Linked DNA regions of Mus musculus: regions 1, 2, 4, 5, 6 and 7 are each linked to region 3. Evidence: chromatin contacts called from public HiChIP or PLAC-seq and promoter capture Hi-C data. All regions are on one chromosome and are shown on one strand. Each heading gives the region's core, a stretch centred on a gene start, on an enhancer-like site or on the middle of the called end of the contact. The rest is flanking DNA. Distances are from core to core; before and after follow the strand shown.

Evidence for each region. Promoter capture Hi-C pulls out the DNA fragments that hold promoters and counts their contacts. HiChIP or PLAC-seq counts read pairs in DNA pulled down with a chosen protein or histone mark. Capture Hi-C pulls out chosen DNA fragments and counts their contacts.
Region 1: an H3K27ac HiChIP or PLAC-seq map of microglia shows a contact between it and region 3, with 20 times the contacts expected there. The contact joins the enhancer-like site here to the promoter of Mcur1 in region 3. A contact is called at or near these places in 4 of 39 promoter capture datasets (cranial neural crest, liver and pre-B cells), 2 of 115 datasets of contacts at active chromatin or transcription factors (large pre-B cells and microglia) and 1 of 9 other capture datasets (adipose tissue).
Region 2: a promoter capture Hi-C map of embryonic stem cells shows a contact between it and region 3, with 3 times the contacts expected there. The contact joins the promoter of Gmpr here to the promoter of Mcur1 in region 3. A contact is called at or near these places in 6 of 39 promoter capture datasets (cranial neural crest, embryonic stem cells, hippocampal neurons and 3 more).
Region 4: a contact with region 3 is called in a promoter capture Hi-C map of liver, with 3 times the contacts expected there. The contact joins the promoter of Tmem170b here to the promoter of Mcur1 in region 3. A contact is called at or near these places in 2 of 39 promoter capture datasets (liver and pre-B cells), 1 of 484 Hi-C or Micro-C datasets (CD4 T cells) and 1 of 9 other capture datasets (liver).
Region 5: a contact with region 3 is called in a promoter capture Hi-C map of pre-B cells. The contact joins the enhancer-like site here to the promoter of Mcur1 in region 3. A contact is called at or near these places in 17 of 39 promoter capture datasets (the 3T3-L1 cell line, 3T3-L1-derived adipocytes, the HPC-7 cell line and 11 more), 1 of 15 datasets of contacts at CTCF or cohesin (stem cell-derived epiblast-like cells), 7 of 484 Hi-C or Micro-C datasets (the HPC-7 cell line, Th1 cells, brain and 3 more) and 2 of 115 datasets of contacts at active chromatin or transcription factors (fibro-adipogenic progenitors and large pre-B cells).
Region 6: a contact with region 3 is called in a promoter capture Hi-C map of liver, with 2.5 times the contacts expected there. The contact joins the promoter of Mylip here to the promoter of Mcur1 in region 3. A contact is called at or near these places in 3 of 39 promoter capture datasets (the 3T3-L1 cell line, hippocampal neurons and pre-B cells), 1 of 484 Hi-C or Micro-C datasets (CD4 T cells), 1 of 115 datasets of contacts at active chromatin or transcription factors (double positive thymocytes) and 1 of 9 other capture datasets (liver).
Region 7: a promoter capture Hi-C map of embryonic stem cells shows a contact between it and region 3, with 5 times the contacts expected there. The contact joins the promoter of Dtnbp1 here to the promoter of Mcur1 in region 3. A contact is called at or near these places in 11 of 39 promoter capture datasets (the 3T3-L1 cell line, the HPC-7 cell line, HPC-7-derived erythroid cells and 7 more), 1 of 15 datasets of contacts at CTCF or cohesin (stem cell-derived epiblast-like cells), 4 of 484 Hi-C or Micro-C datasets (all in embryonic stem cells), 6 of 115 datasets of contacts at active chromatin or transcription factors (embryonic forebrain, embryonic stem cells, large pre-B cells and 2 more) and 4 of 9 other capture datasets (adipose tissue, embryonic stem cells, liver and 1 more).

Annotation. Positions count from the first base shown.
Region 1 is chr13:45,453,675-45,457,832 of GRCm38.p6, forward strand. No RefSeq gene overlaps it. Among named protein-coding and RNA genes, the nearest start is that of Gmpr, 52 kb to the right of the region's middle. Within about 2 kb of position 1,652, at least 179 of the 459 cell types and tissues checked have an H3K27ac peak or open chromatin away from gene starts, as enhancers often do. A contact at or near this core is called in adipose tissue, liver, microglia and 1 more, where this site is marked.
Region 2 is chr13:45,505,571-45,509,614 of GRCm38.p6, forward strand. Gmpr (guanosine monophosphate reductase) reads left to right here and starts at 1,874. Exons shown (of 9, transcript NM_025508.5): 1 at 1,874-2,173. The coding sequence starts at 2,087.
Region 3 is chr13:43,557,794-43,561,536 of GRCm38.p6, forward strand. Mcur1 (mitochondrial calcium uniporter regulator 1) reads right to left here and starts at 2,398. Exons shown (of 9, transcript NM_001081059.3): 1 at 1,976-2,398. The coding sequence starts at 2,333.
Region 4 is chr13:41,603,204-41,607,215 of GRCm38.p6, forward strand. It overlaps Tmem170b (transmembrane protein 170B), which reads left to right and starts at 2,679. Exons shown (of 3, transcript NM_001163572.2): 1 at 2,679-3,109. The coding sequence starts at 3,013. It overlaps Gm32184 (a long non-coding RNA gene), which reads right to left and starts at 2,873. Exons shown (of 3, transcript XR_382252.4): 1 at 2,356-2,873.
Region 5 is chr13:44,984,516-44,988,598 of GRCm38.p6, forward strand. It overlaps Dtnbp1 (dystrobrevin binding protein 1), which reads right to left. Exons shown (of 10, transcript NM_025772.4): 4 at 1,520-1,580. Among named protein-coding and RNA genes, the nearest start is that of Dtnbp1, 16 kb to the right of the region's middle. Within about 2 kb of position 1,321, at least 31 of the 459 cell types and tissues checked have an H3K27ac peak or open chromatin away from gene starts, as enhancers often do. A contact at or near this core is called in the HPC-7 cell line and pre-B cells, where this site is marked.
Region 6 is chr13:45,388,029-45,391,854 of GRCm38.p6, forward strand. It overlaps Mylip (myosin regulatory light chain interacting protein), which reads left to right and starts at 1,714. Exons shown (of 7, transcript NM_153789.3): 1 at 1,714-2,015; 2 at 3,161-3,351. The coding sequence starts at 1,929.
Region 7 is chr13:45,000,335-45,004,424 of GRCm38.p6, forward strand. Dtnbp1 (dystrobrevin binding protein 1) reads right to left here and starts at 1,762. Exons shown (of 10, transcript NM_025772.4): 1 at 1,583-1,762. The coding sequence starts at 1,638.

The sequences.
Region 1 (4,158 bases), core at 402-2,901, 1.9 Mb after region 3:
TTTATTTCCTCCACTCCTAGTCTGACAATCTGCCATTGTATAGAACATGACATAAACAATGTGTCTGGGCATTCCATGATTTTCTGGCTTCCTAGAGGTGGGGTTGAATCAGAATTGGTCTTTTTAGCTTTTCCTTGTCACTCTTCTTGTTTCCCAGTTGTTAGCAACTAATTCTAACTATTATAGATATATCTATCTATTCCTTCTTTCCCTCCTCTTTTTCCTTTCTTCCAGAGACAGTGTCTCACTATGTATCCTAGGCTAGCCTGGACTTTGATAAACCTGATTGGCCTTGAACTCATAGAGATCTACCTTTTCCTGCCACTCAAACACTGGGATTAAAGTCATGTCTCGCCTGTCCTGGTTTCTTTTCTTCTTTTATTCATTCAGCTATAATACATTTTCTGAGAGCTTGGCATACTCTATGTATTTCTTGAATAAAAACTAAATAAGAATAAGTTAATCTGACTCCGTTTCTCTAGGAACCCAGTCAAAATGTAACCTGACTTGCCTACCCCCTTCAGCTGACCCAGGGGAAATAGCTGTGGTGTCATTTCCTCTTGCACTAACTAGATAACTGGCCTTTAGTGACAACCAAAGATTCAGAAACCATGGTCTTAACTCCTCCACTTTTAAGTAGAAACTTGGTCACACTGTGGCTCTAGACCCACAGGTTAGCAGAAGACATTAGATATTATTATTATCTAATAGTAAAGGTAAGCCAATGCCTAACAGAATTTAGACCCAAGGGAGTACTGAAATTCAAAATAACTAGCAAGAAAATGAACCAACATAGTCAACCCTGTTGGAATGGGTGGATGTACTCTGAAACAGCTCCCCTTTGGAAATGCCCCTGTTAAGGCCTGAACGCTTTCTTTACCATAAATATACCCTCCTTTAGGTATCCCTGAAATGTCTGTGGAACGTTGAGGGCCAAAAAAACCACTGTATACCTTCATTCAAAACAAGAGCCAAGTGTTTTTGAAATGTTTATGATACTTTTAAGCTGCCGTATCAAAGGTCTAACTTATGCTCTGAGTTATGGAATTGTAGACAGAAGAAAGCAAACAGAGTTGCTTTTTTTTTTTTTCTGACACTGAGGGGGAAAAAACAGGAGAACATTGAGAGTTAATGTAATCTGGCTTCCTGCCAAATGTTGGGCGGCACCGGAGACACACTTACCGTCAGTCCTGGAGAAAACCCCCTTCTGGATACTGTTGTGCTCCAACCCACCCCACTCTTTAGATATAAGAAAATTGAGGCAAATAGTTAACCAAAATAAACATAGTGGTGCCTGTTATAATGTTAGCAATTGGGAGGCTGATGCAGGGGGATCATCATGAGTTCAAGGCCAGCCTGAGCTACAGTATGAGTTGGAAGCCAGAATGTGCTATCAAGACCCTGTCTCAAAAAAAAGAGGGGGGTTGGGGGGCGGGAAGGGGACAGGACTAGGTCTCTAAAGCCCATACTCCTTAATGGGGTTCATTTTCAATCAAAGATGTATCCAGTTAGCAGCTGAGACTGGGAGCAGCACCCTCCCCCAGCACTCTAGGGCAGAATTCCAAAGAGGCTTTGTGTACAGATCATTAACCTTTAACCCATAATTTCACAGGCAGCTTTGTTTTGCTTCAGGATTACGGCTCGCACACATTCATTTGCTGGAGGAAAACACGTAAGAGATAGCAGTCAAAGGGCAGAGAGCCGTGGACCCGCGTTCTAAGGTCTTTGGGGTACAATCTTATCACGTTGCTATGTATCATCCATAACAGCTGCAGATAACATCTGTCCTTTTAATGCAGAGGAAAGTCACCCTTGTTCGTCTGCAGGCAGGCTCCTCCGTGAGGTTCGCTTAGGGAGTGTCTGTAAAGCACTGGCCCTCTCCCTAGGCCTCCTTTCATAAACACTGCAAGGAAAGACCCTGGGAATCTGCATTTTAGAGTTTCAAAATTGATTTTCAGATAGACACCCGGTTTTAGAACGGTTTTAGTTGCTTTTCTTGTTGCTATGACCAAAATAGCTGACAAAACGCAATTTGGGGCAGGAAGGGCCTATTTTTGCTTACTGTCTGAGGATCCTTCCGTTGTGGCCAGGAACGTATCAGCAGTCAGGGAAGGCACTGCAGAGTGCTGACAGGAAGTGGTTGCCAGGCTGTCCAACTTGATAGACCCTCCATGACCCACCTCCTTTTCCAGCAAATCTCTATCCACCTCTTAAAGGGCCTACAACCTTCTAAAGCCCTGCTTCTTATTGGGGACCACAGGACCTTCCACACCCAAACCACAACTGGAACCTCTGACCTAAGTCTGTCTCCAACACAGTGGAAACCTCCCCCTCAGCACATCCTTATAGGCAAACATGCACTCTGCCCTGGGACCCAAGCACGTGGGAGCTCTTACCTGGGAGTGACCGACTTTAACAAAGCTTGAATTTCATGGGTTTCTTGTCTTTTGTCTCATTTTGGTTTGAGTTTTTTGTTTGTTTGTTTGTTTGTTTGTTTGTTTTTTGAGCTAATGCAATGAGCTGCAAAGTCCTATCTTAATTTCACTTAAACTGGCTCCCAGGATGGAAGCACTTTCCCATACATGCCTAATGACCTGATTTTAATCCCCCGAAGCCAGGTGACGGTGGAAGGGGAGAATCACCTCTACAGAGCTGTCCGCTGTTGGCACACACCCCAGCACACAATCATTTACAGTTTTACACCTTACCTGTACACCTCCATTCTCCGGCCCACAGCCTCTCACTATAGCTGCATAAGGTACGTAGGATACACAGAATTCTCCAGATAGACGGCCAGGAGCTTTTAGATATTCAGAGACGGCTAAAATATTTCCCCTTAAGGTTTCTCTCCCGTTTGCTAAGATCATTGCTTTAATGTTTTAGGACAGGTCATGAATTCAATAACCTTTATCATAAAGTCTTTGTAAGGGCTAGAAAGAGGTTTGCGGCCAAGTCCCCAGCACCCACATTATGAATGTCATGAGCCGGCTTTAAAAAATTGTCCTCTGACCTGAACATTTAAGCATTTGCCATCCCCGGCGCCCCCCCCCCCCTCAAGTTAATGTAAACAATTTTTAATAAAAAACACTTTCTGGAAGATCAAACTCAGGGAGCCAACAAATACAAATGGACTAATAGAAGACTCAAATAGTGATCTGCTATTATCTATTAAAATGGTGACTCTGAAAGCACCAGAGTATTTCTTAGTAATGTTAATGCAGGGAGAATGTATTTCTGAGAGTGTGTGATCATACAAACTTGTTAGAAAACAATAGGTCACATCTGCTTAGGTTAAGTAATATATATATATATATATATATATATATATATATATATATATATGTGTGTGTGTGTGTGTGTGTGTATGTATATGTATGTATATATATGTGTGTGTGTGTGTGTATGTATATATGTATATATGTATATACATACACATATATACATACATACTCTGGAGGCATAAATTATTTTTTAGCAAGGATTTTAAGTGAAGTTTGTTTGCTTCAAGGGTCAGCTCACCCATTCTTTTTCCCTTAAAGAGATCAGTCCAGTTTTTTGAAAAATCAGATTTGTGAAGATAAATTTTGTTACTTATTCATTGAAGTATGGAACTACTCACTAACCCCAAAAAGAAAACCTGGCAAGACGTGTCTCTCATCACCCCTGTTTGTTTACGCTGCAGCCTAAGATATAAGAAGAAGCAAACTTGTTTCCCACTTCTCTGTTAAAATCCTAGCGTGCAAAGCTCCTCTTTCCTCAGCTCACTGTTGGATGAACATTATTTAATCGGAGCTGATTATTTGGAATCTAAAAGTTGCAAAGTAATCATATTTACCAGGCCACTGACTGAAGAGGAGGCTGTGTCATCTGATGAATTTGGATGTTGTGAAATGGGTCATGGCAGCAGATGGCCTTCCAAGAAAAAAAACAAAAAAAAACAAAAACAGAAAACAAAAAAAACCTCTGGCATGGACTGTTCTTTCTTCTTGGCTTCCGTAATTGAATCCCACCATATGATAGTGGAAATGCTCAAATCAGGTCGCAGAGAGCTGGCGTGTCTGTGTGGCTAATCAGAGAGGGCTGTGAGTTGTTAAGGGATAATATTTTAAATTGAAATCGCCATATGTTGGGACCTAAATATAAAGTCAGCGCTCAGTT
Region 2 (4,044 bases), core at 624-3,123, 1.9 Mb after region 3:
TTTATTTTGAGACAGGATCTCTCTATGTAGCCCTAGTTGTCCTGGAACTCACTATGTAGATGAGGCCAGCCTCACAGAGATCTGTGATCTGCCAGTTTTTTTCTTCTGAGTGTTGGGACTAAAGGCTTGCGCCACCACCATGCCCTAACCTTTCCTTTTAACCTATGAAAATACTTGAGTCAGATACCCTCAAGGTCACCCAACTGGAACGTGACCAAGTTTTCAACCTAGACAGAGGCCCCAAGACACTTCATTTACGTAAGCCTTGTTTTGTTTTGTTTTGTTTTGTTCTGCTCCTGTGTTCATCCCCCCCCCCCCCCCACACACACACACATACACACTTTTCTGCTTTAGCTGGAACACTGGTCATGCTCATTGCCACTGACTGACACAGTCTCAAACCCACCCCCTCTTTGGATAATCACCCAATGGTTTCTTCTTGAGCACACTGGAGGCCTGTCTCAACACTTGGTGGGCACACTGAGAGGGGAATTAGGGAAGCCAAAACTTTTAGCCTTTTGTAAGTAAGGGCACAGTAAAGAAAGCTCCAGGATGGTGAGTTTTCATTAGTTCTGGAGAAGGTTTTTGTCTTAGTCACCGTTCTGTGGCTGTGAAGGACCAACCAAAGCAGCTCTTATAAAAGAAAGTATTTCTTTGGAGCTCGATTACAGTTTTGGAGGCTTAGTCCATTACCATTATGCCAGACAGCATGCCAAGCAGATGGAATGACCCTGGGCCTCAAAGCCCACCCCCCACCCCCCAGTGACATACTTCCTCCAACAAGGCCACACCTCCTAATCCTTCTAATCTCTTCAAAAAGGTTCACTGTTCACAGGTTGATTACTAAGCATTCAAATATGGGAGCCCATAGGGGCCATTCCTGCTCAAACCACCACACTTTTTATTGTAGATAAGAAAGAAAGAACAGCCAGAGGCACCTGGAGGAGTCCAGAGCAGAGAGGAAAAGAAGACTGGTTGTGGATAGGCTTTTTGTGGGGAGGATAGAGAAAATAATGGGGGGGGAGAAGAATAGCAAAAATGATGAGAGACTCCTACCCTCTACAAGGAGGAGGTGGGAGAGCAGGTCAGCTGGAACAGCCTTGGAACTAGCATAGTGGAGGGTGAGTTGGGGAGGTGAGAACAAGAAGGCTCTCTATCACAGGGGCCTTGACATTTCTTACAAATGTGTGTTACCAGAGGAGCCTGGAGGTTGACTTTGGTCTGTGATATGTAATCATGGGTATATGCCAAAGAAGGTGGCCCTTTCTCACGTATTCCGAAAGAATCCTGCATGTGAGCTCTGATCTCCAGCAATCTTTTTGTCTACCTTGCCAGCATTCAGCAGGAGCTAAGCATTTGACTATCATTTTGGACCAAGTCAGTGAGCTCTCTGCTTCTCCCTCCTTAGAGGGGGTTTGGGAATTCACTTTGGAACACATATGAAGGCCATACTCTACAGCCAGGCTTAGTGGCTCATGTCTTTGGCAGAGGCAGGCAGATCTCTTGTGAGTTTGAGGCAGGCCTGGTCTACATAGTGAGTTCCAAGACAGCAAGAGCTACATAGTGAAACCCGGTCCTAAACAAAACGGAACAAAACAAAACGTACTCTCTGGTCTCCTAACCTTCTCCTTTGGTCACCCCTATGAGTACGATCAGGGTATACCCCGGGGAATGGGAGACTTTGTGCAAGTCTAATCCGCACCCATTTCGCAGCTCAGCCCAGGTCAGAGCTCTCTAGGGTGCTGCATGGCAGAATCCAGGCTCACTGCTAGACTCAAGCAGAAGGAGGGGGCGCTTAGGCAGAGAGAACTGGGCCCGGGGCGGGGCTCAGCTCAGAGACCCGGGATGTGGGCGGGACCTGGAAGCCGGGGGCGGGGCGCTCCCTTGGGGCGCCTGGCGTTGGGGAACGGAGCTGGGGGCTCCGGGTGCGCGGGCATAAGAACAAGGCGTGCGCACCGGGTTCGCGGAGCACCAGTCTGCGCACAGCCACCCGGGCGCCACTGTACGCACGCGCCCCGCAGCTCCCGGCTGACGCCGGCCTTCGCACCGCCTCCGCCGCAGGAAGCTACCGCGCACCGCTAGCACCATGCCCCGCATAGACGCGGACCTTAAACTCGACTTCAAGGATGTTCTGCTGCGACCTAAGCGGAGCAGCCTCAAGAGCCGATCCGAGGTGGGGCCGCTGGCATACCGCCTTCGGGTTGGCAAGGGGGAAGTGGGTGCAAAGGGAGGCACAGGGTGCCTTAATTGTGCCCGAGGCAGGGGCGTCACACCCTTTCCCCCACCTGAGAAAGGGGGAAGGCCAGTCGGTTTTCTCTTACACCTGGATTGTCTCTAGTTAGGGCCAGTGACAAGGGGGTGCTAGTTCGGGCCTGGAATTATAAATGCGTCTGCCTACCGGTGGTGGGCTTGGGGAAGTTCACACTGACACAGAGGAGCTAAGATCAACCAACCGAATGTCCAGTGACTTTAAAAGGAATGGTCTCAGGAGAGGCGCTCCGGGGAGGAGAGGAAACAGTGGGGCTAGGATGAAAGGAAGGGAAATACAACTGCAGATTCAAGCTTGGAATTTGGAACAGTGTTTCCTGGCGCTGGGACCTGCCTCTGCTGATTTAGCATCAGGTCCTGTGTCTGCGAACCGGGCGGAAAAGCCGGGCGCTCCCGGCAGGCACTTCTTTTCTTTTCTCTTTTCTTTTCTTTCTTTCTTTCTTTCTTTTTTTTTTTCTTGAGTTTAAATGGTCTTGCAGGAGCTGAGCTGGGGACCTGCTTTTTGGTGGCACTCTGCGGTACTGGACAGCTTGCAGTTCCAGCCCAGAGTAATGCAAGCGGACAGCGCTGGGGTGAGGGTCATTTGGGCCATTTGGAAGTTAGTTGTACCATGATAAGATGAGCGCCTGGGAACAGGTGGAGACGGGAGACGGCCGAGGTCAGACCTTGAAGGATAAATAGTTTTCTAGAAAGGCGGAGCTCGCTGGTGGAGTTGTTCCTGAACCGTGGCTTGGCTCTGTTGGGGGGAGTTCAGGAGGAAGAGCCTGAAAGGACAGGGGCGGGGGTTGGGGGAAGCTAAGCCTGCCTGCCCGCCCCATCCCTTTTGCTCAACAAACAAGACCATAAATAAATCCCCTCAGCAAACAACTCGCTCCGGTGCCCAGGCCCGACTGCAGTGCCTGCAGCTGCCAGCTGAGGGTTGGTATGAATTAGGACTGCCTTCTGGGCTAGCCAATGAGAGAGTAGAACTTTCCTGAAGCAGGGGTATTGGCAGCTTGGAGGCAGAACTGGACCAGGCAAGACTTGGGGGGTGGGTTAAGGGGGAGTGATGGACTCTTACCCATCCAGATTAGATGCCACTGGGGCTGCTGGTCATCCTGTGCTTTCAGATGCTAAAAAACAGGGCAAACCCTTGGAACAAAAATAAACACTAGAGAACCCCCCCCCCTGCACCCACCCCTACCCCCGGAGTGTTGAATAGAAACTAGGAGCCAGTAAATTCCTAAACCCAGGTCAGGATGAAGTGTTTGCATTCTAGGCTGACTAATAATTTGGTGGCTTCAGTGTTTGTCTGTTTTTTTTTTTAATGTTTGTTTAAATTTTAGTTAGACATGAGCCACTTATTTATAAACACATACACGTTTATCCATCCACAGCAAGGGTCTATGCATTTTCTGAACTAGCAAAGCTCTTGAGAAAGGGCAGTGTTAATATTTACGTGAGCCGTATGATGTCATGCAACCCCTGGTTTGGGGCTGATGGCCTCTCTTAATGTCCCAGCCTGGGTTGAATCTTGGAATCTGTGTATACCTGTCACAGTGAGAATTGTGCCCTAGAGGACTGTTGTCTCATATTGTAGCTTTTGTGAGAGAACTACCTGGATTGGCTCTTCCGATTGTTTGTGGTCTAGCCTCCTGTGGCTGGCCACTCCTGCCTGGTGGATGAGCTCACATAATGCCACTTGCTTGCCTGGCACTGCAGAAGGGGCTGCCTTGGCCTCTCTACCGTTCCAGCTCAGCGTTTCTCGTGCTATCAGGCAGGCACAACCAGGGGCTT
Region 3 (3,743 bases), core at 1,148-3,647:
TATGTACCGTATGCGTGCCTGCCTGTAGACACCCCAGATTAATGTCTGGCATCTTTCCCGATCAATCTGTACCATATTCACTCAGGTAACATCTCTCGATTGAACCCAGAGCTCGTGGATACTGCTAGAGATCACCCACAACTGTACCTTCTGAGTGCTGGGATGACAGTCAGGTCACTGCGAAGCCTAGTATTTATGTGGGCTCTGGGGACCTCAACTCTGGTCCTCCTGCTCTAGTATTTTATTTACTGAGTTGGGTCCCCGGACCCACACACCACCACTGCTAGCAGTGGTTGGCACGTTTACGGTTTTTTTCTTTTCCTTTTTCCAGAAACAACCAGAAATAGCAAGCTTATTTCAAGAAAGTTGGCTTCTAAAAAGTAAGGAAAAGGGCTGGCTACTTGCCAATGGGAGTTCAACCCGAGAGGAAAGGGAATGCCACCTTGCCCTGTCACATTGAGGACCCAGTAGTTCTGAATTCCCAGGAATCACAACAGGAAGACATTAACTTGAGGAGTGTTAGAATGTAAGGAGTAATTCTCCTTTTTGGAGACCTTCCTTCGCCATAGCCAAAGGGTATTAAAATCCATAATTGTAAAAGAAGTCCAAAGATACCCTTGAATAGGCTAGAAACCAACTGCAAAATTTCAAGGCACACCATCCTGAGGTAGATCTGTCCCACTGTGGACCTCAGGCACAAAGCCAAACTAACAACCCCGGGGCCAAGAATAAAGGAGCAAAGTGCTGATGGCTTTAAAAGGGGGCACGAAAGTTTCCTAGTGTTTCTGCTGTGTCCCTTAAGATGTACGGAGCCTAACACTAAAACGGCACGATCTTGCTAACACAACGAGAAAGAACCTCCTTCTTTGCTCCCAAACCATAAATTATGAGCAAACACATTGGCAGGCAACAACAGCTTGTGAAAACTACAGCAAGCAGGGGTGTGGTAGCCCAGTCTTTAGTCCCAGTACTTAGGTGGCACGAGGGATCTCTGTGAGTTCGAGGCCAGCTCGGGCTACACAGTTCTCACCTGGTCTCAAGGCAGAACCAATGAAAAGAGCACACAGGATGGCAAGTTATGGGAAAAAGAAACCAGACAGATCTCCAACTCCCAATCCTACAAAACTCGGGCATAAAGCTCACTGCTCATTTTCCTATCTGCATATAAAGCGTCCTTCATTTTTCAGAACTATTAGGAGTTTCTCCTCTAGCCATATGTATTCTTAAATTTTAGATGCAGGTAATTCTCATAGAAAAAAAAATACAGACAACCAAAGCATGGGTGCATATGGCCACTAATGGCCAGAAACAGGTTACTCAAGAAGTAATTAAGCCACGTTTGCTGATTGGCCTGTGCGATAAGATTTTATCTACTATTTACTGTGAGCACATTCCAGCTAGTTTACTTTCTTATGCAGTTCAGCGGTGTCCCTCGCCTCCTTCAATTACCCAAATGACACATCAAAGCTCTGGTCACTCAATTTAAACGCACAGAGTTCTTCAAGTCTAAACATAAAGCCTCTATTTTTCTTTATACTATCTGTCAAATTAGTACAGTAAAATTAGCATGGATAAGTGTGTGTAGTCATATAGAAAAACACCTGCTGCATATCTTGCTTGAAGTAAGCTCCGGAAAGAAAAGATTTTGTTGAACAAATTACCCGAAACAGCTAGTAAAGTGCCAGGCAGAGAATGGGCGACAGCGGGCCATGAATGAATCAATAGTTTGGAATCAAAACGAAATGTCATCTCTTCATTCAGGGATCTGCGCCCCTCGGTCCTGAATGCACCGGCTTCTAGCACTTTTTCCACTTTTCCCTGGCTCCAACAGGTGTGCAAGGGCAGCCCCGAGTACGCGTGTCATCCGGAGCCAGGACACCGGGGCTCTGGGCTGCGAACCCTCGCCCTGGCGGCGTGGCTACAGCCCGGTCACCTGTGTGACCCGCTGTCCCTCCCTCCCTCCGTCCTTTCTCACCTCTCCGGCTGCTCGCAAGCGCGGCCACACGCCGGGCGCCCAGCCGCAGACGGCCCAGCGCGTTCCTGCCGGCGCCGAGCGCGGCCGCGGGGAGAACGAGCCCCGGGCGCGAGCGCTCAGCCAGCGTCCTACGCGGGGCGGTGGCAGTGGCGGTGGCGGCCAGGCGCGGGGAGGGCACGAGCAGGAGGAACAACAGCGGAGACGCGCGGGCCGCCCGTCCGCGAGGCCTCAGCCAGCTTCGTCCACCGGGCAGCGTGGAGACGCCCGGGCGCGCCGGAACTCCGCAGCCGGAGGACGGGAGCCGCTGGCGACTCGGTGTGCGCCTCGGCCGCTCGGCCGCCACGGAGCCGCTGTCCATCCCCGAGCGGGTCACAGGCCCGAGCGCGCACGCAGGTCGCTCCCGCGCGGCCCCGACTCCGAGTCGCCTCGGGAGCGAGCGTGGGCCGCCGCGCAGACCTGCCCTTTCCGCCGTCGCCACGCCTCCTCCCCATCGCCGCGGGCCTCGTCCCCGCCCTCCCTGGCCTCGCCCCTAGTCTGGTCGCCCCAGCCAGGCTCCTCCAGGCTTGCCCTCTGCCGGGTCCGCCTTTACATCCCCACGCCCCTGTTCCCTGCCTGTGGCCTGCCCTAACCTCGTCTCCCAGACAGGAACTAGGGTGAGCCTTAGCCATTTTCCGCTGCAGAATCACGTTGCTCTTTCGGCTCCTACGATTTACAGTTTCATTTCGCAGTTGCCCTTAAGAATGTTAATGGCTCCTTTGCCCTTCGCAGACCTTTGAGAAGTTCTTGACCAAGCTCGACTGGCTTAGATTTTTATTAACTAGCCGGGATCTCAAGTTCCCTAGGGTTGTATTTTAGGGACTTATTTACCGGGCATAGGGAACTATGCTTTCAGAGTCCATACACTCACAGCTAAATTTCCAGTTTTGATTTTGCTTTTCGTTTTTGAGACAAAGTTTCACTATGTAGCCTCCACTGTCCTGGAACTCTCTATGTAGACCAAGCAGACCTTGCCCGCTGACTGACGCGATTAAAGGCATGGACCACCACTTGGGACTACAGTTTTTGTTTTGGGTTAGAGCACATTAAAAGGTCCTAGTGTGGAAACGTAAAACGTAGTAGGGATATGAATGTTAAACTAGACTATGGCATAATAAGATATTTGAGACAGGCAGTGTTTTAGTTCCGAACTTTTTGAAAGACTGCTGCACTTTGCAGTTACCGGTCCTTTGTGTTATTTTGAGAAAGTTTGTTGGATGGATGAATAACAAGTACAAGGGACTATGCTGGGACAGAGAGAGGGAGGGGAAGGAAGGGGAGGGGAGGGGAGGGGAGGGGAGGAGAGGGGAGGAGAAAGAGAGAGAGAGGGAGGAGGACAGAGGAGAAAATGAAAGGACAAGACTGCCCCTCAGTATGTTGGTGGAGAGAGTCGCCAGAAAAGGGAAAGCATAGCCAGAGGCAAGAGACATCTGGGAAAGTCCAGAGGGTTGAACATGACCTTGAGCCTGGTCACGTGGGAGAAGTAGGAGGAGAGAGAGGCGAGCCAGGAGTTTAAAGGGTAGAGAAAAGGGGTTAGGTCACTAAAATGGTTGGATTATATGAAGAAGGGCATCTAAGAGAAGGGCAGCCCAGTCCCTGGACTGGAGACGTTAGGGTAGAGGGCAGACTAGGGCAAGGATCGGGTTAAGTAGTAAGCACTGACAGATGCTAAGAGAACCAGGGGCCAGGCCCGCTTTGAGGTGTTAAACAAGCACCTTAGTTAGCCCTTTGT
Region 4 (4,012 bases), core at 1,429-3,928, 2.0 Mb before region 3:
CAATGAAATGTAAGTATAATGTAATATGTTCTCTACAGTGAGTGACATATGAAATACATGAATATATATAAAAACTGAAGTAGATAAGGAAATATTAAGATGTACAAGTAGTGAAACTGAAACTTAGTGATTACTAACCCATTGTAGTTAAGTGTTCACATTAGCTAATGCAGTCAAACTAGGGCTAGAACCAGACACTTAGGTTTTACGAGTGACAAAATATTCAATCCGCTGCGCTATGATCGGGAAAGCAGGAAACAGTTATGAGGAAGTGGGGATGTTCGAATCTTAGATTGTTTGGAGTGAATGGACAATAGATTCTCAACCGAAATGTTTTATCAGTTGCAGTGATAGTATCGGAAACAATCATAGAGCCAACCTCAAACGTCGTCGTATAGGATTTTCCTTTAGACGGGAACGCTTCTCCTTGGACGGATGTAGAGGGACTCACAAGAAAGTTACAAAAACTCACAACAACAGAGTTAGAAGCCTTACATAATCTTCCTGAGGTTACATAAGCAGTAAACATTTGCTGGGGTAAAGACTCTTGTGTGGGCAGGCTCATGTGTGTGAGGCAGATGAGGAGGGCCTATCTGTCCATCAGGCGATAGGCAGCTGTTAACTACTATCAACATACTGCTAAAACACATTATGAACACCATTACTGTTAATGGTAATTTCTTAAATTATGGGCTCTCTTTCCAATATTCATCTACTAATAAAGATGTTGGGGATGGGTTAGTTTGACCATTTGGCAGGTGTTGACTCTCCCTTGTATCTCTGTCAGCCTTGAGCAAAAGGACTGCCAGCCAAGCAGCCGCTCTACCAGCACCAAGTATCTGGAACAATCCATGGATGCCTTAGGAAGGGAGCTTCAAACAGCTTGCCCTGTACTGTTTGCTATACAGCCCTTGATAGACTCTAGCTGATCCTGCAACTGCTTCTGCCTAGGGCAGCAGTTTTTCCTGGCAGCCTAGTAGTAGGATGGGTGTTGCTGATACAAAAGGGACCTCTGTGTAGTTGGTGCAACCACAGCCCTCCATTAGCATGAGTGATTTTCTGCGGTTGTTACAAACATCTCTTCTTTGGCTAGTTAAGCAGGTTTTCTGGTTCATTTTGTAAGCTGACGACAGGAGAGTTTAACATGTCCTTCGGAGGCTTGGCTATATCTGTCAGTGAATGTGCTCATGTTACCTAATAATGTTAAATCCCTTCGCAGCACCATGAGGTTAACTTCCCATTCTGAACTTTAATTCAGACTAGAAAGATAGGACATATACTATGGCTGCCAGGAAGAATTTAAAAAAATAGGAGAAGAAGAAGAAGAAGAAGAAGAAGAAGAAGAAGAAGAAGAAGAACAACAACAACAACAACAACAACAAAGAAAGAAATGAAGCCCCTTCTTTATCTAAAATGAATTTGATGTTAAACTCATTTATGTCTGATAGTCTATACTCCTGAATTGACATTTAATTCAGCCATTGAACCCTACACCATAGTAGGTTTTAGTACGGTTCCTCTTAATGACGCCCAAACTTTTTTCTATATTGTGGGAGCAAAACAAAAACATGCATAAATATAAACCTGCATATACATTATTGTCATTTTTAAGGTGCTCACCAAAAGCAACAATATTTAGGCAATTCGAATCTTCAGTTACTGGGCAAAAACACTTGATTGGCTTAGCTATTCTTTCTTCACTTCCTTCTGTAAACTTTAGCAGCAGAGTATTTGGAAAAAGATGGAATTGGGCGAGGGGGATGGGGTGAGGAGCACTAACGTTTTTTATGCAAACACGATTTTTTTTTTTTTAATTTCAAGTTAAAAGGTTTCAAACATCAAGGAAGACTGTAACTAGCATAACTGGAGTTAAGATGCTTCTGAGGCTGACCTTGGATTTGAAGGACAGGGAGACGAAGCTGAGTTAGTTTAAGTGCTGGGGAGATTCACAATTTTAGATGAAAAGAGTCCTATCTGGAAGAAGCGCTAGAGCCAGCCTTGGCCAGGAGGATTCATTCGGACACCTACGGGGCCCTGCGTCAATAAGTGGTTTCAGATCCTGCAGCTAAGGGGAGTTCGTATTTTACTGCTGGCCGGCCAGAAGACTGGCTGAAATGACAAAGAGGATCTATTTCTGTTTTAGTAGATTTAGCAAAGGGAGGGGCGTATCCAGGTCACTGGACGCACTCTCAGACAACCCTACAAATGAAATCTTGAGCATTTACACCTTTGCAAAAAGTTGCTCGCAGACGCCCTCACGGAGAGGGAAGGATCTGGAGCAGCGAAGCGCAGGCTCCAAAAATCCTGGCAGCTCCCGGGACCTATACACAGCTCTCTCATCCCCGCCCAGCTCACCGGTTTCAGGTTTCCGGGGGCGCGCAGTCAGGAGGGGGCGAGGGGCTTGGAGTCTGTTCCCTCGGAGCAGCCAATGAGCGGCGAGACCCAGCGGTGGCGCCAGTGACGTAGGTGGCGCTCCCTCCGCCCCACTGCGGGCGGACGCTGGGAGCCGACGACAGCCTGAGCTCCCGGGTGCCTAGGGCGGCGCGCGCGCGCGCGCGAGGAGCGGGGGGGAGGCAGTGCGCGTGCGCAGCCGCTCACCCCCGGGGAGGCGGGGCCGAGGAGCGGACACGCGCATGCGCGCGCCCCGGGGCGGTCGCGGGCGGAGGGGGCGGCTCCTCGAGTGTTGGCTACCCAAAGGCCGAGCGGCAGGCGGGCGGCAGGTGCCGCGGCCGGGCGCCGCTGCCTCGTCGCGCGTCCCCGCGATGAGCCTCGTCTCGCGGCCTGCCCCTGCCGGCTGCCGCTCCGCGCGGGCCTCACGGCGTGACCCGGGCCTCGTGGCGTGGCGGGCCCCCGCGGCGCGACGCGGGCCCTGAGCGGGAGCGGCGGTCCCTCCCGCGGCCCCAGGCCTCGCCCGCCAGCGCTCCTCGATGTCTCCCCGGCGGGGAGGACGCTGCCTGCGACACCCGCCGAGCGGCGCCCCCCGGAGCGCCCCGCTGCCGCCCCGCGGGGACGATGAGGGCGGAGGGCGCCGACCACTCGATGATCAACCTGTCGGTGCAGCAGGTCCTGAGCCTCTGGGCCCATGGCACGGTGCTGAGGAACCTCACGGGTAATGCGCCGGGCGGAGGGAGCGGTGGGGGACCCACTCCACGGGTGTTCGGGGCGTCCGCAAACCCGGCCCGGTGCGGGCCGCTGGAGCACGCGCGAGTCGCGCCAGTGCCCCGACTGGATCACAGTTCATGTTTCTGTCATTAACCCCCCCCCCCCCCCCCGCCTTTCCCCGTGCGCGCGCGCACGCACATACACCGCTTCTTGCAGTTTCGATCTTTTTTAGTCTTTCTTTCCTGGTTTAGCCCTTTTTCTTGCTGACAGATGTCAAACCAATTGCAGTACTCCTATTGCCTGCTCACCGTGATCACGGTGGACCGACCGTTCGTTCCTTTATTTGTTGAGAGAGAGAGAGAGATATGACTAAGTAGATAATAGCGGGGTCAGGGGCTGGACCAAGGTCTAGAGCAGTCGAAACAGTTGTCTTCTCTGCTATTTCCTTTTGTCTGGCTGTCTCCTGGCTTCAAGTTGCTGTATTTGTGAAATTGGAGAATTCTGTGTATTTCCCTTCATTAATCAATGTGATTGGGAATGGGGTTTAGCTACGTTATAGCATCAGGTTGTCAGAGTAAGCATTAGTACACATAATATGATTTCATATGCAGGTTTGCTTGTGAAGAAACTTCTGGTTTTCTCAGTGTGGAAGTGCTTAAACTCTTTTGAGTTCCGAGTTTTAAAAATAGCGTCTAAAGAGTAATATTGACTGGAAAGCAGTAGGGTCAACAGTTTGACTCCGGAGTAGCTGCTTTTGTGAAACCACAACCAAAACCCCAAACAAAAACTCAGTTCTTTAAAATGTCTTAACTCCAATTGAACGTTACTATTTCAAAATCTGTGTGATAGCAAATTAATAGTATGTAGTATACTTATAGGCAAAATCTGGCATGATACAGGGTTCATATGT
Region 5 (4,083 bases), core at 71-2,570, 1.4 Mb after region 3:
CATAGACACTGCTCTGAACCCTACAAGTATATAAGAATATGCTCTGGGAACTAGAAAGGTGGCTCAGCAGTTAAGAGCACTGGCTGATAGTCTACAGAGCCTGGTTTGATTCCCAGCACCCACATGGTAGCTCACAAATGAACTCCAGTTTCAGGGAAACCAATGCCCTCTTCTGGCCTCCATAGCACTAGACACATATGGAGTGCACACACATACAAGCAGGCAAAACACCCACACACATAAACGAATAATAATCTTTTAAAGAATATACTGTAGAAATAATTGTAGAGTAATTTCTTGACAACACTGAACAGCCCATCTCCTTGCCTGAGATTGGTGCTGTCTGATAAAAAGCTATTATTTTATCAGGGACAGACCTGACATGAACACAAGTTTAAGCAATACTGAAAAAGACACTCATTTACCCATTTGTAAGCTTCAAGGTCACATTACTGAGAGGGTTTTTGTTTGGTTTGTTTTTATGTTTCTGAGATAATAATTCTGTATAGACCAGGAGAACCTGGAACTCTCTTTGTAGCCAAGACTGAGCTCAAGATGAGAGCAATCCTCCTGCTTCAGCCTGTCAAATGCTGGGATTGCAAGTGTTCATCTTCACACCTGACTTAAGTTTTCACTCTTGAAGTTTATGTTTCAGGACAGCCTCAGGGGTCATCTTTGCTTCTGGTGACTCCGACTTTGAATAGATTGGGTTTTGTAAGGAGAGTCTAATTAATCTGTGAAAATCTTAAGGACCTTGGAGTAAACTCCAATCCATGAGGGATTTCTTGAGTATTCTGAGTTCGGCCTGGTCTACAAAGTGAGTTCCAGGGCAGCCATGGCTATACAGAGAAATCCTGTCTCGAAAAACCATTAAAAAAAAAAAAAGATACATCTGATGTTCATTTCTTAATGCAGGGGTTCTGTGTGTGTACAGGAAACACACTCAGAACCCTGCACTATGAAGATAAAACACAGTAGCAAATGCAGGAAGGAAACCAGTTTTACCAACTGTTCTGAGGACTATCAGGTTTCCCTATTCCTTCCTCACCCACTTTAACCATTCACCAGGAAATATAGGCCACTTCAAAGGTCAAAGGGCACATGTAAGCATCTCAGAGTCAGTGCACCATGGACAAAGCCCCCAGCTTCTGGCTCTAACCTCCTGCTTTGTTAATAACCACGCTGACTTCATTTCCTCATTTTTGCCATTCCCTGAAATTTTACAGGCTTAGTGCAAAGAGCTCACAATACACACATGCACAAACATGGGTTTTGTAACTGAAAACTCGTTCACCGCTCTCCTGTCAGCCTCTGCACACCCACATTTACACTACATGATGGGTAATGATTCTTCACTTGTACATAGGACCCCGCCCGAGCTCAGTACTGGAGGTGGGTCCAGCTTCTTCTTTCAATATTGCAAATCAGAGAAACCAAGCAACCCTTTTACTCTGGCTGGACCTGGCATTTAGGGCTGCAAAGAGGGACTCTACCAAAGAGTAAGGTCAGCACACTCTACCTCGCCAGCGTCTGCACACTCCTTGGCTCTTCTGTGAAGTGCAGCCCACGCATCCTCATACCTAAAAATGCAAAGAATAATTTAAAACGTAAACAGACATCGAAAGGGCACACAGTTAGTGGAGTTTGTAATATACTGTGGATGCAGAAATTAACCACAAAAATGCCATGTCACACGAGCAGAGACTTGAGGAACAGAATAGCAGAGACCCTAGTCACACAAATAGTTGAATTTCTTTTTTTTTTTAAATAGAAAAGAGAAAAACAATTTTTTCTTTTTTGGAGAAAAGTCTCAATGTTTAAAACTATCTGGCACCGTACTTGTTATACAGACTAATCTCCCCAAATGCCCAGCAATTCTCCTGCCTCTGCCTCCCAAGTGCTGGAGTCACAGGTGTGGAAGTCACCATCCCAAGCTTATAAAAACTTGAAAATTACTGTCTGTCAGTCTTTGCCTGCACCACGTGTGTGCCTGGTGCCAAGAAGGCCAGAGAAGGATGTTGGTCCCTCTGGGACTGGAGTTAGAGACACCTGTGAACTGCCACGTGGGTGCTGAAAATTCAACTTGGGTCCTCTGAAAGAACAAGTGCTTTTAAGCACTGAGCCAACTCTCAGACTCAGAAAAACTTTTCTTTACAGCAGAAATAAAATTAGTGACTTTATAGAAGAAATCAAAATAGATACAGTCTAGGTAATGAATAAATACAACAGAAGTAACTGTCAAGAAAACCTCCTAATTGGTATGAAACTGAAAAGAACCATAGTCTCAAAATCTCTCTACAGAATGCTCACTACCCTGGAGGCAAAAGAAACCATGCAGGTGCTTTAACAAGTCACAAGACCCACATCGCTGCCTCCTACCACAAACTGTGAGCACACACTTGCTTTGATCTCTTTTGTGGAAAGGTACTAGGAAAGAGGACATGGTCTCCAATCATCAAGGTCACGAAGCTCACTGCCAATTACAGACTAAAGAAAAAGGAGGCAGCAAACTGACGCAATATGCTCTGTCCTAGAGACAGAAGGAAGGCATCAGTAAGTGACAACGTCCGGATAAATCTGTTTGCAGTAACACAACATTAATTTTCCGGTTTGATCATCATGCTCCAATTATACAAAATGCAAACACTGGGAAGAATTTCTTGCTCTAATTTTGTCATGTTTTCATAAAGCTGAAATCATCTCAAAATAAAATTTCCAATTTTAATTATTACTATTGTTATTACTGTGTGTGAGTATGCATCATGGGAGAGCATGCCGTGGCACATGTGTGGAGGTCCAAGGTCAACTCTGTGGGACAGGTTTCCTTCCACTTTTACATGGGCTCTGGGAACCAGACTCAGGTTGCTGGGCTTATCCAGCAAGTACCTGATCAGCCATCTAGCCCTAAAAATGAAAAGGTTTAAGACACAATTTCTAAACACAATATTATCTATATGGCTGCTGAGAGAGAACTTGATTTTCCATTCTATCTAAAATTCTATCAAACTTATCTGCCCTTGCCAGCTGCAGTACTCAGGAGAGCAAGCCCTGGTGGAAGGGTCAAGGTGAGCCAGCCCAGGGAGCAGAGCGCAAGCTCAGGAGAGCTGGCCCCACCATGTGTGAGGTGCTATGGGTGGGAAGGGGTGATGCCCTTCTCCCTCCTGCCTCAACACCTGTGGCGGGTAGTCGGGAGAGCTGGCTCCAAGGGCATGGGAGCAGGTGAGCTAGCCCTGCCCCCTCACTGGCTGTACCACTTGGGGTTGGGGGGCTGCATCTCACCTGGGCAACACAGCAGAGCTGGCCCTGATGGTGGAGGTACCAGGGATCCAGCGCTGAGGGTGTGAGCAGAAGAGCTGACCCTCCCTCCTGCTGCTGCTGGGGTAGGTAGAGCTGTGCTGCAGAGCTCACCCTGGTGGTGTGGATAAAGGAAGGCCATCCTGATGACCGGCTCAGCCACCTCCCCTGGCCAGATCCAGGGCTTTGTGTTGGCCCACTTCAAAATCTGTGTCATCTGTGAATGGCTGGGACACTCGAAAAGGGCCAGTCCTGCTGATCCAAAGCTGCAGGATCTCCATGACACAGGACAACAACAGGAACTGAGAGGAGTCCCAGTGAGGATCCAATACTGATGGTGTCACCTCTAACCAGTCCAAGGACTCAATGCAATAAACATTAGCAAGTGAAGGTGTATGGACAGACGGACATACTGAGAGACACACTGTGATGTAGTGCAGCTTCCACAATGAGGTGTTTTGTCTCCTTTTTTGTTTTGTTTGTTTTTATTTTGGGGGGAAGGTTGCAAGGGTAAAGGCAGGTATGAGGAGACTGGATGGGGAGATGAGAAAGACTGGTGTGTATAATGTGAAACCCACAAAGAAGCTATAGAGTTAGAAAAAGTCATCTGAACAAACATACATATTTTGTGAATTCATTGTAGCTGTCTTCAAAGTCCCAGAGACACTGCCCTGTTGAATTTTGATAGGGAAGCCAATCTGATAATCCCATCAACTGTTACCAGTATCCACATGTAATGAAAAGCATTGTACAACATTACATAATTAATACAGCCCTACTGTCACCGCC
Region 6 (3,826 bases), core at 464-2,963, 1.8 Mb after region 3:
AATTTTAAACCTGACATTTCCTTCGCTTCTACAAATTATTTAGCTGCTCATATTAAAAATATAAATATAGAATCATTTCTATGAAAGAAAGCCATTTAAAAAAAATCCTTGCCAAACCCCAAAGTAAGATAGTTTTAAAGATAGTTAAATAGAAATGTTTCTGTTTTTGTTTCTTGTCTTGTCTTTGTTTATTCTGTTTGTTTATTTTTGTTCTTCTTCAGCTCCTTTCTACTCCCAGTATCTAGGAATTTCCCCAAATCTGTCCCCTAAGTTCCCCCTTGTTTAAGCTGGTTAAGTTTTGGCCTTTCAAAAATATTAAGCAATACAACCAATTTCCATGTTGCCTCCTCTCCTTATGGTGAAATTTCCAGCGATGGGCCACAGATTAGATAATCTAAATGTTATCTCCCAGGTACACGTGCCAGACCTGCTTCCGGGAAGGAAAGGAATGAGCAGTAGACCGGTGGATGAATGCAAGCTTACACTGGACTTGGAGCAGTTCGAGAACTGTACCATGTGTTCCTGAAACACAAAGCCAAAAGACTGAACAGTTCTCTCCGCGAGGGCTCTGCTAAGATCCCAGTCCTTCTCCGATGTTTTCCCCATCGTCAGAAATAAATATCACTGAGCCCAAGTACGAGGTGCACCACCAGGTTGAGCTATACAGCAAGACTTCGTCTTAAACGCACAGCAAACAAACGGCACAGAGATAGGGTCATTGGCAGGCAGGGATGGCTAGATTGCTTCCCAGCGGTGCTGGGGCGAGGGGGGGCGGCTTGCAGGAGGGGGTGTCCAAAAATAGCTAGTCTCCATTCTGCGAGGACACTGAGCTTCAGAGAGATGGAGTTTTCCAAAGATCCAAGGCTGAAACCCATATCTCCCGGCTTATCTTAGAAACCAAAAAAGACAGTATAGGCCAAGAGAAACAGGTGGTAAAAATATGAAGGTTGTACACCTTTAACCACTAATCTCTTGTATTGAGATTCCCATCCTGCTAGGTCCTGAGATGAGCCTGTTATCTTTAAGATGGGGTAACATCTGGGTGTCTGAAAGAAAGGGCAGGGAGTGTACCAGGTGTATAGTGAACGAATTGGATGAGAGATAGGCTGGGTGACATAACTTGGTAAGGTGTTTCAATGTAGCAGAACCCACACATAGAAACCCTTGGCACGAGTTAATATAAGAATGGTGCTTGGATCAAATTACCGGCTTATATTGGGTCAGCTGCAAAAACTTTTCTACTTAGATTCTTCTTTTGACAACCCACGGTGGCAAATGCCAGCGGAAAAGCCTCTTCTTTAGGCTCTCTGTCTTGCTTGCTTCTCTTTTGGCTTTCACAAACCACCTGGTTATTAGAGTAACCCCACGCAGGAGTCCTGAGAACCGTAGTAGCAACGTAGCATCACAGGAGCCTTTGATCACAGTTCTCTCAAACCCGGACAGAAAGGCGTCCCCTGGAGCTGCGGGCGACAGCGGGCTGGGAGGAGCGTCGCCCAGTGGCAGAGGCCGCGACCGTGCTGGGGATTGGGGAGAGGATGGGCTCCCACCTCCCGCAGCTCCACAGGCGGTGCCGGGAGGCGGGGCTTCAGCCCACCGAGACTGGGAATTGGTTGCCGGAGCTGGGGAGGAGGGGCAAGCACGCTGTGATTGGCGGAGTCCGGTGCCGGAGGGGCGGGGCCTCTATAAAAGACGCGTGCCTGTAGCGGCGCAGGCAGTAGGGCTGTCGGAGCGGCGCGGCCGTGTAGCTCCCGGGAACTGGCTGTCGTGGGGGTGGCGGGGACGCGAGTGGCGGCTGCGTGGGGTGCAGGGCGGGTGGCCGCACGGCTGCACCTTCCTCACGGAGCCCGGAGTCGACTTGGAGCAATTGCGGTGAGGCGACAGCTCCGGCGCACACCCGAGAAGAAGCGGCGGTGGCGGCGGCCCCAGCCATGCTGTGCTATGTGACGAGGCCGGACGCGGTGCTGATGGAGGTAGAGGTGGAGGCAAAAGCCAACGGCGAGGACTGTCTCAACCAGGTGAGGGCGGCGATCGGAAAGGGGATCCCTTCTTGTCCCCGGGAAGCCTCGGGGCTCGGGGATGCTCCCCGGGAGCCGGGCGACGTTGCAGCAGCGGCCCGTGGAGTGCTCCCGGGACGCCAGGCTCCAGCCTCCTCCTCCTCCCCGCGAGTGGAGAGTGCGGTGGGGGGGGGGCGGGGGGAGCATAGAGGACGCTTACGGTGGGGGATCCGGGGCCCGGAGACCAGAACACTGCTGGGAACCTCCACCCTGTCCGTTAGCCTGGCACTTTTCTCTAAAGAAGGTGGCCCGGCACACCTGCCGCAGGTGTGTGTGTGTGTGATGCCTCCCGTGGAGTCCTTGCAAAGCCCGGCAGCGCCACCCGCGTCCCGGGATGAGATGGTTGCAAGCGGTCGCTGGCCCCGGGGCTCCCTAGCTGATCAGGTGGGCCCGAATCTCAAGCCGCTTCTCAGAAGGACTGTTCACCTGACACTCTAGGCTTGCTAGGGATCCAGAGTATATTGAGTAATTTGCGGGGGACGGTTCTGCAGGCAGCCTCCTTCTTGAGGGGTCTTTACACGTGTGTTTTCTTAAGGGTGACTAAGGCTCCTAACGGGGTGTGCCTAATGGATATTGGCAGGCCCATTTGACCCCTTGAAATACTGTGTCTACGAGACCTGTGGACCTGAGCTGTTTGGAAAGGCGCTTGTAAAGCTTAGCTGACACTTGTAGCATGCTTCCTCAATGCGTTTGTGTTTTTGGAATCCAGATGGTTAAAACTGTCCAGATAATACGCTGCCAAATCAGCTGTGCAGATGGTGCTGCGGGGCGGAGGGGGGGGGTGGCGGGGGGAATTCCAGCGATTGGAATAAGAAATAAAACACCCTGTGTGTTCTTCTACCTCAGCCTTTTGGGAAGTCTGTTTTGGGGGGACCCCTTTCCCTGTGCCATTGGTCAGACCCTAGAAATAGTCAAGCAAGGCCAAGCCTCCACTGGAGGGCTGCGTTTTGGCTTTGCTGTTTCCTTAAAACCTTGTTTTTCCGGTCGGTCTACCAACTGGCATTGCAAGAAGGTAGAACTTTGGGAAAGCAGGGGCCAGTCCTCTCCTCGGATGGAGCCCTTAGGTTTGCACTGCTCACACCCCATACCTTTGGTTTTGTTTTTAGGTGTGCAGGCGTCTAGGGATCATCGAGGTTGATTATTTTGGGCTGCAGTTCACGGGGAGCAAAGGTGAGAGCTTATGGCTGAATCTGAGAAACCGGATCTCCCAGCAGATGGATGGGCTGGCACCTTACCGCCTTAAACTGAGGGTCAAGTTCTTTGTGGAGCCTCATCTCATCTTACAGGAGCAGACAAGGTAAAGCGAGGCCGAAACAAACCAATGTCAAGTACACCTCAGATTCCATTTAGTGGTAGCTATCGTGCCCTCCCGGAGATGTTCCCTGGCAAAATTGACTTGGTGCAAAGGAAGTTCAGGAAAAATTCAAGTTTTCCAAAGCACAGTTGGCCTGGGTGGGTTTTTCAACACTTGGTTTTTTGTTTTGTTTTGTTTTTGTTTTTCCTGTTCTGTATAATATTAGTGGGAGAGGCAGGGTTGACTTCTTACAAACAAAAAGAAAACCAACTTCCTGACAGCTTCATCTAACGCCCGCTAGTAACCCCGCCTCAGCAGTGTTACTACAGGTCACTGTAGACCGTTCTAGCGGAAAGCAGGAAACAGTTCCTCTTGGGTTACTTAAACTTGGTCAGTCCTCAGCCTAAGTGTCAGATTACAGTGTGTAGCAGGAGCGGCTCTGTCTGGCCTCCTACAGATTTTAAAACTTTTTTAAGTT
Region 7 (4,090 bases), core at 512-3,011, 1.4 Mb after region 3:
ATTTTGTCTAACTGAGCTGGCCCCAGGCTATGACATCGATTTCCAAGGGGTCCTAACCGAAGCTCCTCAGCTTCTGTCCCTAACTAAACTCTGAACCTTTGGGGGCTGTACAATCCAGAATCCACGCTCCTAAACTAACATCAAGCCCAGGGGTGACTTCTGAGACATACATGTGATCTACACTCTTAGCAACTACCAAAAGGGACTGCAGAGACACCCAAAAATTCCTTGAAGGAGTAACAGAAGAGTATTCAAGTGGGTGTTAGTCAAGGCCACTCTCGTGCTACAAGCAAGTTATTACAACAATACACCAAAGTTTTTAAAGTTTACACTTAAAACCAGAAGTTACTCTTCCTAAACCTGTATTTAAAAAAAAAAAAGCAACCATGAAAAAACCTCATCACTGAATAATTCCTTAGGCGCCCATAATCGATATTGACAAGACCACAAAACTAAAATCATCAATAATGCTTTATATACATTGGACACCTTCAAGTATCTGACAGCTTGTTACTATTCAACAGGCAAATGGTATAAAGCAGTTTTTTTGTTCCACGAGATGGGAGATCGGCTGTCATTTTTCCCATTAATTATTAAAGTATAGCATTATGACAAAGGTGCCCTCACATCAGGAACATTCGCCAAACATATGACAGACCAGCAGGGGGGGATGGTGGTGGATGCCTGAAATCACGTTGCATTGGGGCAGCTGAATCAGGGAGTATTCCCACCAGTTCAAGTCTGATCTAGGGTAAAGTATCTGTGAGGCGCTGTCTCAAAACAAAAGCCTGAACAAACCAGAGGGATGGCAGATTCTTTACAACGTGACTTTTTGTAAAGCAATAAAAGGAATTATAAACGAAAAGCCATACAAACAGTGCTTCCTGCCTATTTAACACAGCCACTAATAGTCCCATTAAACTGCGAGCGAGATAAGCACCATCACTATCTTACAGTACAGTAAGCAGAGACAAGAGACCCGGTAACTCGCAGTCAGGTTAAGAGGTAAAATCCTACAATAGTGCTTTAGGCAGCCTGGTACCCACTCAAGTTCCCCGACTTTGTAGCACATCGGAATCCCGTGACATTCCAGCTTAACCCAAGCTCAGAGAGGGCGAGAGCCAGGAGATTGCGAAAGGTTCCCGGGGGCGTCCAAAGTTTAGGCAACTCCGGGTGTGAACAGCTCCGCTCCAGTTCTGTCCCTCTGGGCCCAGCTCCTCCGTCACGGTGTTAAACCAGGGTAAAGGCAGAGAAGGCCGGAGAAGGGGTGGTCAAGGATCGGGCCGAATGGCCCGGTGTCCCCGCTGAAAGAGGAGGGGAAGGCGGGGGCCCGTGAGTCCTGCCCCGGGGTAGGCCGGCGGGCTTCCAGAGCAGAGGACACAGCCTCTCACGTGACCATCCTGCCCCGTCAAGCAGAGCTGCCCCGCGACAGGGCAGGAGGGCATCCCTCCCGCTGCGACCAAAGTGACTCGGTGCCGCCGCCGGGACACCGGGAAGTTCGTTGTCTCCGCGCGCCGACCGGACGGCAGCCCCGCGCCCACGCGCGTGGGGGAGCCCTTTCGGCCGCCCACCGCGTACTCACCCGGAGGTGAAATCCTGCTGTACGCTCAGCAGCCGCTCGCGCAGGGTCTCCAGCATCGCGTCCCCTCCCTCAGGCCTCGCGCCACCGCGCCCTCGGACGCCGTCGGGCGTCCCCTCGCCCCGCGCGTCGGCTCTCGCTTCACCGCGCCGCCGCCGCCGCAGCCTCCCCGGCCGCCGCGCCTTCCGCGTCCCCGCCCCCCTCCGCGCGCCCGGCCGGCGCAGCCGCAGTGCGGCGCTCAGGGGAGGCTCGCGCGGCGCCGAGGGGCGGGGCCTTCGCGAGCGCGCTCGCCCGCTCTGCAGACAGGGCGGGAAGCCGGCCTTCTCCAAGGTTATGACTGCTTCTTGGAAGGATGATTTCAGGCCCCTGCATCCTTTAGTTGAAGGGTTGGTTGGCTTTCGAAGGTCGGAAGAGCGCTGCGGGAATCTCCTGGGTGGCTGCGCCTCCCTATAACAACACTGCTTTGGTACTCCGTATTGGGGTTTGTCGGTGATGATCACCTGTCTCCAAACCCTTACTTTGCCCACTCTAGATCTTTGACTGACCCCGTCAAATTTCTGTGCCCTTCATCTCTCCATGTTGCCAAAGCCATGTTTCCCCTCCTCTGCCCCCTTGTGGGGGTGGAACTCGGTTTCTTGCATACCAAGGCTCTCCCACTGAGCCAACCCTCTTTATTCTGTGCGTCAATCTTTTCTCAACCTTTCAGTTATCCTCAGAGCAGTTGCTCACCTTTTTTCTTCCTTTCATCCCTTCTGTCCCAAAACTACGTGCACAGACTCCTCCTCCTCTCTATGCACTTTCCCTGGGCTAGTCTAGCCGTCATCTATTGTAGGGTACTCCTCTGTTTTTGCTTGCCCCCTTCCTTTCCTCTCAGTTGTTTCACCGCGTTGTCCCCGGGACATCTCAAGCATCCTTTGTGGCATACTAGACAAGCACTCTGGCAGTGGGTGACATCCCCAGCCCTTCCACGTGGAAAAGGGGATTAAAACACTCCGAGCCTTTTCTACTCAGGAAAGACGACTACTGAGCTAGGAAGTTGGATATTTAGTCATGCTTTTTTTTTTCCTTGAGTGCAGACTTCCAAAATGAGGATTCATTTTGCTTTAAGACTGGCTACCAGGGTGACACCCTCTTTTTTAAATGACAAGATGGTCAAGGTTATAAGAGGTTCAGTATCAGGAGCTCAGCTTCTCTATCAATATTAGTCATGTGTTTCATTAGCTGTATCAAAATAGAATCGAGGAGTTAGCTTCCTGCTAGGGTTTGCACGTAAATTGTTTCTACAGATTTATATGCTTGAACTCTCTTGTGTGAGAAATATGGACCCTCACTTCATAATAAGAGCCCCGTAGACTTGGAGTAGTGTAAGTGTGGCAATTCATTTTTGCCACTTGGCAAAGCCAGGCACCAGCCCAGAATGGCAGGCCCGCTGAGCATCGAGAACAGCTTTTGCAACCCCAAAGCAGGGCCCTTTTCCCCTTTAGTCTTTGTTTGAATAACCAGGAGGATCCAGTCTTGTGCATCATCTGGGTTCCATCTTTCTCCCCTAAGTTTTTCATCTCCTTTGCTGCTTATATTTGTCTATTTTCAACAAAGACTGTGACTGTGTTCATCTCTGCACTTCACATTCCGTTTATTTTAAAGTTGACCAGCCATGTGACCTTAGCACATCTGCAGGTCCTTAGGCAAGCTGTGCTGTTAGTAATTTTCTACTCTAACCTCTTTTGTTGAGTTGAGAGGGTAACAACAGGCATATAGTGTTTTCTGTTCATTTCTAAATGAGCATCAAAGCACTTTTCAAATTTAACCATTATATTATTATTATTATTATTATTATTATTATTATTAATTTCTTACAGGTGCCAGCTTAGAGAGCTGATTTGGGAAGTTGTAGAATCTCTAGGAGATTGTGTCATTTTGGGGAGGCACTCTTGCCTTATAGCTCTGGCCCATTTCTTGTCTCTCCTGGCTTCCTGGTGGCATGAGGTGTTTCAGCTGCACACTCCTGCTATGGACTCTTGTGTCTTCTCTCTCCTGGTGGACTGTACCCTTTTAAACCGTGAGCCCAAATAAATCTTTCTTCCCTTACATTGCTTCTGCTCAAGTATCGAGTCCCGTGATGAGAAAGAAATGGCTAGCACATCAATTTGTCCCCCCTTTTATCTCATTTCTGAGTCAGTTCATTTAAGAATGGGCCGTGCTGCCGGTTTGAGTGCTTTTCTATGCAGAATAGTACCTGCTGCAAAGTGAGTGACCACACGTAACATAATAGCCAACAAATTCGGGAAACACAGATAAGATACTAGGAGCTATTAAATCTATTTTTATTTAATTCAATTGAATTAGTCTACAATAAGTTATGGATTTACTGAGGTAATTCTAAGTAAGGAATTTTAGCATAACATCAAAACATACAAAAAATAGTTTCAAGTTATTGAGAAAAAAACCACAGCTTCACAAACTCAGGCCAATTATATCTATGTTGACTGCCACTGTTTATTTGCATTTTGG